Regions from separate parts of the Triticum aestivum genome. Here region 2 is linked to region 1. A link is a contact called in public Hi-C data. All regions are on one chromosome and are shown on one strand. Each heading gives the region's core, a stretch centred on a gene start, on an enhancer-like site or on the middle of the called end of the contact. The rest is flanking DNA. Distances are from core to core; before and after follow the strand shown. Region 1 holds the start of LOC123111975 (proline-rich receptor-like protein kinase PERK8). Region 2 holds the start of LOC123111979 (exocyst complex component EXO70B1).

What was found. A called contact is a pair of places that touch in the nucleus more often than the background predicts.
Region 2: a contact with region 1 is called in a Hi-C map of leaf, with 6 times the contacts expected there. The contact joins the promoter of LOC123111979 here to the promoter of LOC123111975 in region 1. A contact is called at or near these places in 3 of 5 Hi-C or Micro-C datasets (all in leaf).

What each region holds. Positions count from the first base shown.
Region 1 is chr5B:384,077,808-384,082,898 of IWGSC CS RefSeq v2.1, forward strand. LOC123111975 (proline-rich receptor-like protein kinase PERK8) reads left to right here and starts at 2,570. Exons shown (of 8, transcript XR_006454969.1): 1 at 2,570-3,139; 2 at 3,205-3,281; 3 at 3,622-3,697; 4 at 3,785-4,034; 5 at 4,152-4,228; 6 at 4,571-4,717; 7 at 4,809-4,988; 8 at 5,064-5,091.
Region 2 is chr5B:384,364,327-384,369,588 of IWGSC CS RefSeq v2.1, forward strand. It overlaps LOC123111979 (exocyst complex component EXO70B1), which reads right to left and starts at 2,594. Exons shown (of 1, transcript XM_044532863.1): 1 at 1-2,594. The coding sequence starts at 2,286. The coding sequence ends at 388.

The sequences.
Region 1 (5,091 bases), core at 1,320-3,819:
TTGATATATTTTCTAAAACCACTTATTATGCTTCTATTTGTATCTATGACTTCTGAAGCAAGTCAACACCCACACAGGCAAACAAACCAAATTGTCGGTAGAGTCACTGCATTTAAGGAAATTTACTTTGCTTCCAGTAGTGGGTTTAGGCTTGATAGAAGCTTGGTTGTTTATACTTTCAGAAAACTGGATCTATCATGATTAAGATATGGTCAACATGTATATATTTGGTTCTACTCTGCCCTCTAGTCTTGCTTACCAATGTGATTGCTTAATGATTACTACGACATATCTTGCTAGGTCCAAGCTAACAACAATCCTTTTGGTCTTCAAGATTTTGTCGAGGCGGCAGGGATCAAAGAATATCAGATACATGTCTTTGTTTTCAAAATTAAAAGGGGAAACCATCTCTCACTGTGACCGCTGCTGTGACCTCTCCAATCTACGCCAATCTACAACAGCATGGTACGCCAATCTACAACAGCATGGTATACAACTCTTCGTCGAGATTTTGTTATGGTGCTTTGGATCGCTCTAGATACCAACTAATCATATATTATTTATTGTTGGTTTCTTATTCCATAAAAGTGCCTTGCGATGCGCTTAAGCTAACCACAATCCCATTGTTTTTCATGTCATAATACAACAAACTACCATTTTTTAATCTTATTACTATGCTCTTCTGTCTGTTGCTGTTGTCACTACCTCCTCTGGCCAAGATGGTCGTCGTCCCCTCTTTTGTGTTTTAGGAATATGCTCTTTTACTTTGCGAGTAGAAACCTTGATTAAGATTTGTGTGATCAAGTTTATGTGTTGCCTGCTTTGTAGTCTCTAAGTGCGGGCGGGTGGGTATCGGCAAGGCGGGCTGCTGACATGGTGTTGGAGTTGGTCAGTAGAGGTGCACCTATGCCATGTATGGGTCAATACTCTAGGAGGTTTCGTTGAGGCCCGGTTTATCCAGGTAATTGTTATACTACTGACATAGATACACTTTAGTTATCAAGGATTTTAATGTGCATTAATTAGAAGAATTAGATTTTACGAGATGATATGGATTTTGCATTTGGTATTCTTCATTTATGCTTCCTATATTCACTGCCCCGTTTATATGTTCTGTTCATTGGCATGCCATTTAAGTTGCAGCCAGCTACATGTACCATGGCCCCAATTTACCTTGGTGTTAGTTGGTTTCTAATTGGTAATGCCTCGGATGTTCAATTTTAGAAGGGGATACACTAATCCTATTCCACCACTGTAATTTAATGGCTCATATCATGTTATGTATTTCTGTTATATCGTGTACTTCAAAATTTGTATCGAAAGTCTTTTCGAGTATGAGGACTGTTATTTATTTACCACAAGTATTTAGCATGCAATTGGAAGTCTCATTATTAACATAAATACACTGTTCCTATTCTACCACAATGATTTAGTTCATGTGTTGTCATGGTCCAGGCAAGCCTATTTGCAATTCCTAAAGATATAGAATTCCCATACTAATGTTGCTACTCTATTTGCTCAAGAGGTCTCAAAATGAAAGCTAGGCATGCTCCTCATGATAAACCGTGTTTTATAACTAGATCAACAAAGTTTTCTGTATTTCATGATTGAGATGATGAAGTCATGTTTGCCAATGTCACCCAAAAATACACTAATTATTTTTCATCCTGTGCTCATTTCCAGATCTACTCTGGAACATTTTCCTATGGATAAGAGGGCCACAATAACAAGTGCATTCCAAGATTTTGTGAAGGCCACAGGGATCAAAGAATAACAGATCTGGGTCTTCACCTTCCAAGATCAGAAGGGGGAAACCATCGCTCACTGTCCATATGTTTTAAAAGCATATTTCAAATGCATTGGCTATACAAAAATAAGTTTGTGCTCATCTATCTCACAAACTATTCACATCAAGTTCATATGGAATGGCACTCACAGAGGCAATTGAACCAAGCTATCTATTGTATGCCTAACTATGGCTTCGTAGTTTTATCGCCTCCATTGCCATTGTTGGCTTTTGCTCTCTTATATTTCTGCTCGTATTACTGAACTTAATGTTAGCTAATTAGTTTTTCTATTCATATGACCGTAGTGAATTGGATGCTGCCTTGCTTTTGGCACTTTGATAGTCTCATGCCCATGTTTAACTCTTCTGGCACATAGTAAATGTTTCTTCTTACTCTTGAACCGGCCAGATAATCGGCTGTTCTGTTAGATGTGCTAAATTTTGCCTTCATACTGATACATCATGCCGTTTGATCTTCCACCGGTTGACCATACCGTTGGGACTGGCAGACGCTTCCCGGACGCTCTCAGAGCTCAGCGATCGTGGACCGTTGGATGTGTTTCCGACCCTTGAATCTCTCTCCCGGACGATCTGGACCGCCGGATGGAGCCTGCGATACTATTGCAATGAACAGTTTAGCTCACCACCGAAAATATCTTGTGCCACCGCCGTTATTCTCGTGCCCCGCCGAGGGTATTTTCGTAATTTCGCTACGAGGTATATAAAACCAACTCCCATCCGTTTCTCCCCAATCGGCTTCTCCTCTTCCTGTTTAGCCGCCGCCGCCTCCCCTTCCAGGCTTCCACCATCGCCGCCGCCCCCTCCCCTTCCACCATGGCCGCCGCCCCCTCCCCTTCCACCGTGGCCGCCGCCCCCTATCGCCCGACGGCGAGCCCGCCCTCCCGTCCCCCTCTCCTCTGGTCGCCCTCACGCACTACATCGCCTCCTGGTCGTCCTCTCTGTGTGTGTGTGTATTCCCCCCTGCCGTCACCACCACGGCCAACTCCGGCGAGGTCCGCCGCCATACAACACATCCACGAGCTCATCTCGTCACACTGCTCCTTCTCCACCGCGTTGACCCGACGTGCCTCCCCCCTACGCGCGGCCCCGGCTAACCCTAGCGCCACGGTCGCCGGTCCACGGCGTCGCCATCAACGCCCGCGCTGCGCCTGCACCTCCGGTTGGTCCTCCCCGACCCCGTCCGAACTTTCGCGCACTCCATCGCCTCCTGGTCACTGTCCAGGCGTCGCCATCGACTGGAGGAGCGCGGGACCGTCGTCCTCGCATTCGTGCACCTCCAGGAAGAAGACTGCTCGAGGTGAGGCGCCTCAGATCCGTCGTGCGAAGGTGGAGGTGAGTGCCCTCTCCACTTCCCCCATTTCCTCCCTCTCTCTGTTTTGATCCCTTCTTTTCAACAGCTCGACATATAAGTCAGTGTATGTGTGTGTGCAGCAGCTCCAGAGGGACGAACGTCAAGGTAGCCACTGCTCCGTAGGTATGAATCGATTCCCTAGCCTCTTATGAGCCCTACTTTTCATGGAGCAAGGTTGTCTGCTAAGTTTATGTGATTTGATGCCTCTGGTTCTTCCATGTATGAAAGAGATACTATTTAGTTGTCTGCATTTTTCTTACTAGATTCAGTTTGGTGTGCCTATCAATGGGTTGATTCAAGATAATTTGTGATTCTGCTATCTAATTGATTGGTATATATATGCTTTTTTTACTCGGTTCAGTTTGGTGTGCCTATCAATGGGTTGATTCAAGATAATTTGCGATTCTGCTATCTAATTAATTGGTATATATATGTTTTTTTTAATATGAATCACTTTATGCAGAAGATCTGAGTTCAAAAAGATTGCATGACACCACATCCTGGGTTTGGTGGGCGAGCTCACTGTCGTCCGCCTCGAGGTCGTGCTTCCCTGTCCCTCCTCTTTGTCTCTGTGTGTGTGCGCGTGTGTGTGACTGATTCCGTTAACCGTGTTGTAGCTGGTCCAGAGTCTGAGTACGGCCCTTGATTTGTGCCGTCCGTTTTCTCTGCCGAAGTCGTGGTTGCGTGGACGCGGCTATGGTCGAAGGGTCTCACCAGCGTGGCACCGGCGCCTCCCTTCCCTCTCCCCTGGAGCTGGAAGGTACTGTCTCGGGCTTCCCAAATCTGTTGGATCAAAAATTGCGGGTGATGGAATCAAATTTTGTTGGATCAGAAATTGCAGTTGATGGAATTAAAACTTGGATGTGATCAAATTAGGTATTGCTTGAGCTGAAAGTTGAATGTTTGTCGACTTGATTTGTAGTTCAACACGTCAAAATTGTGGTGGATCGGGTGGTATAGTTTACTTATTTGAAAATGTTGTTGAATTTTCAGAGAGGACCATGGCGTACTGATTACTGAAAGGAATTTGTGAGTTCCTGCAAGATGCATCTCTAGCATTTCTTGTGCAGGTCAGTTCCTACTCATATTTCCCCCTTGCATAGTAATCGACTTATTTTAGGAACTTTAATATCATCATTGAAATATAACCAACTTTGCAGTGTGTCGAAACATAACCAACTTCTTTCTCAGGATTCTTTGCTAGCAATTAAAATATCCTGAGCAATCTGGAAAAGAGATAGCTTAAATAAATGGATATGTAATTAACTCCATACATTATTTGGAGGAAGAGTTCAATACATGCATGTTTTCTCAAATTAGGTTGCCCCTGTTGTGTATATAAATGTGATGCTTCCTTCCATGACTAAACAGGCTGATGAGACGTTGTGGTTCCTTTTCTTTTTAAATTTCAGAGGCTTACAAACTTGTGATTCCTCATGACTCGGAAGGAGGAGCGCGGGCCATAGCTACGGAAGAGGAGGTTGAGACAGCCGGCGCCTGCGCGGCTCATTCATCTTAATTTAATATATGCCAGTGGAGAAATATATACTTTAAACCCGGTAGGGTCAAGGATGTGTGAGATTCGAGGTTTAGAGGATAGCTCAAAGATCGGTTACATCAAACTAACAACGTTTAACCAAAATGATGCAGGTTTGAGCTGGCTCTGGCTCTAAAGTGTACTTTATTTCTGAAGCATTTATCATTTTGGAGATGTCAAGTTCTACTGGCCATTCCACTTAATTATCCTATCCCAGGATCCGTGAAGGAGGCCATTAACAAATTAAGGGAGAACAATGTAAAGGCCTTTGTGTTGGATCTGCGGAATAACAGGTTTTTACCTGCAGACTTTGGAGTGCATTTTCACCTAATTATGTTGAAATTTTGACATGGTTGTGTTTGATGTAGCGGTGTCCTTTTTCCTGTCGGCCGCAGA
Region 2 (5,262 bases), core at 1,344-3,843, 290 kb after region 1:
TTGATTCAACCAAGAACAAGACAGGACACCCAGCTAAAGGTCAAACCAAGACCAGGAAATTACAACTTACAACTATGCGACATTACTAAAAGAACATTCCTATATGAACATGCTGCTACACAAAATTACAACAACACTTAAACAAATGAACAAGATCGCCAACTGAGGAAGAAACACCCAAGACTTTTGACAGCGTCAATATGATCCTGATTCTGTTTCAGATTACCTCTAGTAGAAGAAATCATCACCAACTACACCCTTAAGTCTCAGGAGAGTGAAACAAAATACATACCCGACTGCCTGCACTGGCTTCACCGAAGAATTAAAGAATGCTCGGCAACAACACACAACCAAGTGATACAGCTACTGCAAGCTTCAAGCAATCTCTCATCCATGGGATCTCCTCCTATTATGCGGTGGAGGTGGAGACCCCTCGAAGAAATCCGTCACGGATATCTCAAGGTCCTCAACTGTGTATTTGATGTACAACTCTGGATGCCTCCCGTTCTCAATATGATGCCGGAATCGACCAAGGAAGGACCGGTATGCTGGGAGCAGCTTCTCTGCTATTGAGATCCTAAGCTCTTCTTTCAGCTGTGTGTCAGGCACATACCACCCAGACTGAGCCCTATGTGCCTCCTCGAACGCAGCATTGAAAGACTTGAAGCGCTCCCGAAGTGCTGATTTGGATATTCCTGATGAAAAGCCACCGCTGACATGGAGACCCTCGTCTCTTAGACAATTCAGGATCTTAAGCCATGCACTGCGCTGGTAAGCTGTGGCTGCCAACCGGAACTTACCTGTGAGCCGCTTTAGGTACACATCGCCAATGAGTCCCCGGAGCTCAGGCGAGTCCTTTACCTTGTGCACGATATAGTGCACATTGTTCATTAGGAACAAGTGAGAGAGTGCCGGGTCCTTGTAGAGTGATGCCTTGCCTTCAAGGTTGTGTTCAAGAACCACAATAGTCCAGATAAGATGAGCAGAAAGTGGTAACTGGCTGTCAGGATCAGGAAGGTCCAGATCAGGAAATGACGGTGTGAGATCATTGCCATCGGCAGGAACACGCGAGCTAGCTGATGGTCGTGACACGATCAGCTCAGAAAGTGTCGTCTTGTAGTCGGAAATGAGGACAATGTAATTCATCACATAGCGAGTGAGGGGATGGATGGTGCCGCCGGGCACTGGAGTCTTGGAGGGGTCACGGAGAACGGCGTTCTCGAACTCAGAGAGTACCCCACGGACAGCATCAGCCAGACGCGCCCTGATCTCGGTTGTCTGCACATATATGGGTTCCCCGGCCTTGGAGGCGGCGAAGATATCGGAGACATCAGGCAGCAGATCGACCAGTGCATCGTGCAGATCAATGATCTTGAAGAGCTTCTCTGGCGAGCGGCGGCCGATGCTGATGGCCTCGGCAAAGCCAAAGAGCTGCAGCGCGGCGCCCTTGACGGTTTCGACGAAGGGGGCGGCGGGAGTCGTGGTGGGAGCGGGGGTGGCGATGGTGGGGTTGGAGAGGGGAAGGTCGTGGAAGATGAGGAAGCAAAGGCGGCGCTCGCTGGCGAAAACGCCGCGGACGGCGGCGCGGGCTGCGCGGATCCAGCGGCGGATCTTGACCTCGAGGGCGTCCCACTCGAGCCGCTGGACGTCGCCGATGGTGAGCTTCTCGACGCCGAGGCGGCGCAGGGCGGAGTCAACGGCCGGCTTGCGGACGGAGGCGTAGACCTGGACGCACTCGCGGTCGTAGCCGGCGGCGGCCATGCGGGAGGCGATGGCGTTGAGGTCGTTGACGGCTTCGGGCGGGAGGAGGTCGATCTCGCGGATGCTGCGCATGGAGCGGTAGCTGCTGCGGCGGCCGACGGAGGACTCGACGGACTCGTCGTCCACCGGCGGCGCGTCGCCGACGTCGGAGAAGCTGGAGCGGTCGCTGCACATGGAGAGGGAGCTGAGGTCGGCGAGCACCTCGATCTCGAGGTCGACCGCGCGCGACGCCAGCACGTGGCGGAACTCGTCCTCGAGCCGCGCCATGGCGACCTGGACGGCGCCGGAGGCCCCCGCCGAGGAGGTGCGGCGCGGGCTGCCGGGGGACGGCGGCGCGAGGCGGCGGAGGTCGTCCACCGCCTGGAGGAAGCGCTCGGCCTCCACCCGGTCTCCGCCGCCGTCGAACAGCATCTGGTCCTCCCCGCCGCCCCCGCCCCCGCCGCCCGCGGGCGCGGACGCCGTGGAGTCCCAGCGCCTCACCACCCTCTCCGCCCTCTCCAGCTCCGCCGCGGCGGATCCGTCCATGCTTCGCCCCCTCCGGTCCTCTTCTCCGCAGCACACGGCAGCACCACCGGCCAGCCGCGCGATAAACCGATACCAATAGAAGGGAGGGAGGGAGGCGCAGCTCCGGCTTGAGTCGGGGAGGCGGAGCCGGCTTCGTGGAGCGGCGGGAAGCAAACAACCGGCGGCGATGAGGCTGCTGTCTTGGCTCTGCGCTGTGCTCTCTCTGCTCTCGTCTCTGGTTAGTCCAGCGAGGGGAGACCGGCCGATTTCTCGCTCTGCTTTGCTTTGGTCGTTCGGGCTCCCTCCCCTCGCGATAATTATTGCGCGGATTAGCCCAAGGCGAATCAGATTTTCTTTTTCTTCCTCCGTTCCAAAACAAAGCCTTGATGGACGATGACGAAAATGAGCTGATTGCCGGGCCCACCTGCCAGAGGCGCATCGAACATGGGAGAGCGATCTACGAGTGCCCCACCAGCCGGTCGGCATTCGGCTGATGCACTTTTTCTTTTCTTCTAAAGATAAAGAAAACTTTCAATTTATTCCCCCAAGACAGTGCAAATATCATTCGGAACAAAAGTCCAGGTCTATAGGCTACCTAGTGACGACTTAAAATAGGCTTTCGCTCCGCTATGTTAATATAGCAACGACCCAATACAACAGCTTAAGCAATGTTGTGGCAAACAAGCCAAACACGCCAAAAAAGACAAGAGAAAAATAAGAGAAATAATGCCAACATCGCCGGATCTACGAAAGCGATGGGATCCTGCAACCGTTGCGCCCAACGGAGACTTTCACCATGCTTCAATGACATAGAATTGCCGTGTATCAAGCAACACCTTCAAGAAGGATTGTGATGATGAAGACGTTGTTGCTCGGATGAATCCTAGCATTTCTCCCGGTACACAGAGGGGAGTGGGGGAAAGGTCCACACGACACCCTTCAAGAAGGATGGCGGCACCCACATGCGGCACCGCATTGGTGCCGGCGAGACCCGACAGAGATTTCTCCCGACCCCTCGCACCCACAACTCAGGACCAACCGTCTGCTCCACCACCTTCGCCGCCCACCAACATGCGCCAACACAGTCAAGAGAACCTCACCGCCGTCTCACCACGGTAAACGTTGTGAGGCCGGTCGGACCAAAATGAATCACCCATAGATAGGGGCATGCAGTACCATAGCCACGTGGGAGGGAACAACCTCCACCGGCTCAGGCGGTAGCAGACCGGATGCAGTAGCGGGAGCACACCTGGCCAATTGCCCGTTCGGGACTAGATTGGGCCTATGAAGCTCCTGCCGCCGTGCTGCAGCAGATGCTACATAGTAGCCGCCGCCCCCATCGTGAAGTGCTCACCGGACCAGCCAGAGATGACCCGTCGCAGCCCTAGCCGGCCCATCCCGACCCAGATCGGCCCCAAAGGGGCTCAGATCTGGGCTTGCAGAGCGCCGCCGGTCCCTGCCCTCCCGAAGCCACCATCGTCGCCTCGTCGCCATCCAGGCCCGCTCGCCCAAGTCATGGGCCTGCGTCGGGGAAGGGAAGGGGCCGCCACCGCCAGCCACACCATGGCGCTGCGTGGGAAACGCCCGATCGCGCCCACCGGTGGCAGCGGCAAGAGGGAGGGGCGCAAGGAGCTCGGAGAGTGCTACTTGTGAGCTGTGTTAGGATTTCCCGAAGAGGAGGGGATGGTGTAGTACAGTAGAGATAAGTATTTCCCTAGGCTAGAAACCAAGGTTATCAATCCAGTAGGAGAACCACGCAACACCTCGTTAGCAGCACCTAGACACAAAATAATAAATCATTGCACCCGTTGTCAATCCCTTGACGGTTACTTGCAAGGATCAAATCTCGTAGTGATAGATAGATAAATAAAACACAAAATAAAATAACGTAAATAAAAGTGCAGCAATATAATTTTGGATTTTGATATATGATGTGTGATTTAAATAGACCCCGGGGCTATAGTTTTCACTAAATGCTTATCTTTCGAAAATAACGTATGACGGGTAAACAAATTACTGATGGGAAATTGATAGAAAAGCGAATAATCATGATGATATCTAAGGCAATGATCATGTATATAGGAATCACATCCGAGACAAGTAAACCGACTCCTGCGTGCATCTACTACTATTACTCTACACATCAACCGTTATCCAGCATGCATCTAGAGTATTAAGTTCATAAAGAACGGAATAACGCCTTAAGCAAGATGACATGATGTAGACAAAGTAAACTCACGCATGAATAAAACCCATTTATGTATCCTTAATGGCAACGATGCAAATACGTGTCATGTCCCTTTCTGTCACTTGGATTGAGCACCGTAAGATCGAACCCATCACAAATCACCTCTCTCATTGCAAGAAAAATCAATCTAGTTAGCCAAACCAAATCAATAGATCGGAAAGAAATAATAATCATGCATAAAAGAGTTCAGAGAAGACTCAAATAATATTCATAAATAATCTGATCATAAACTGAAAATTCATCGGATCCCAACAAACAAACCGCAAAAAGTGATTATATCGAATAGAACTCCAAGAACATCAAGGAGAACATTGTATTGAAGATCAAAGAGAGAGAAGAAACCATCTAACTACTAAGTATGGACCCGTAGTCAGCGATAAACTACTCACGCTTCATCGAAGGGGTAGCAAGGTTGATGTAGTTCCCCTTCGTGGTTGATTCCTCCTCCGGCAGAGTGCCAAAAAAGGTCCCCAAGTGGGATCTCTCGAGAATAGAAGCTTGCGGCAATAGAAAAGGGTTTCCGGTAGCTCTCTGATGGTTTCCAGATTTTAGAGAATTTATAGAGGCAGAATTAGGTCAAAAGGCTGAACATGGGCCCCTACAAGCCACCAGGGTGCACCTACCCCACTAGGCGTGCCCTGGTGCCCTGTGGGCACCTCCTTCATCTCCTGGTCTCCTCCCGAACCTTCCAAGGTCTCTTTTGTCCAGAAAAAAAATCTCTAAATAGTTTCGTGGCAATTGGACTTCAT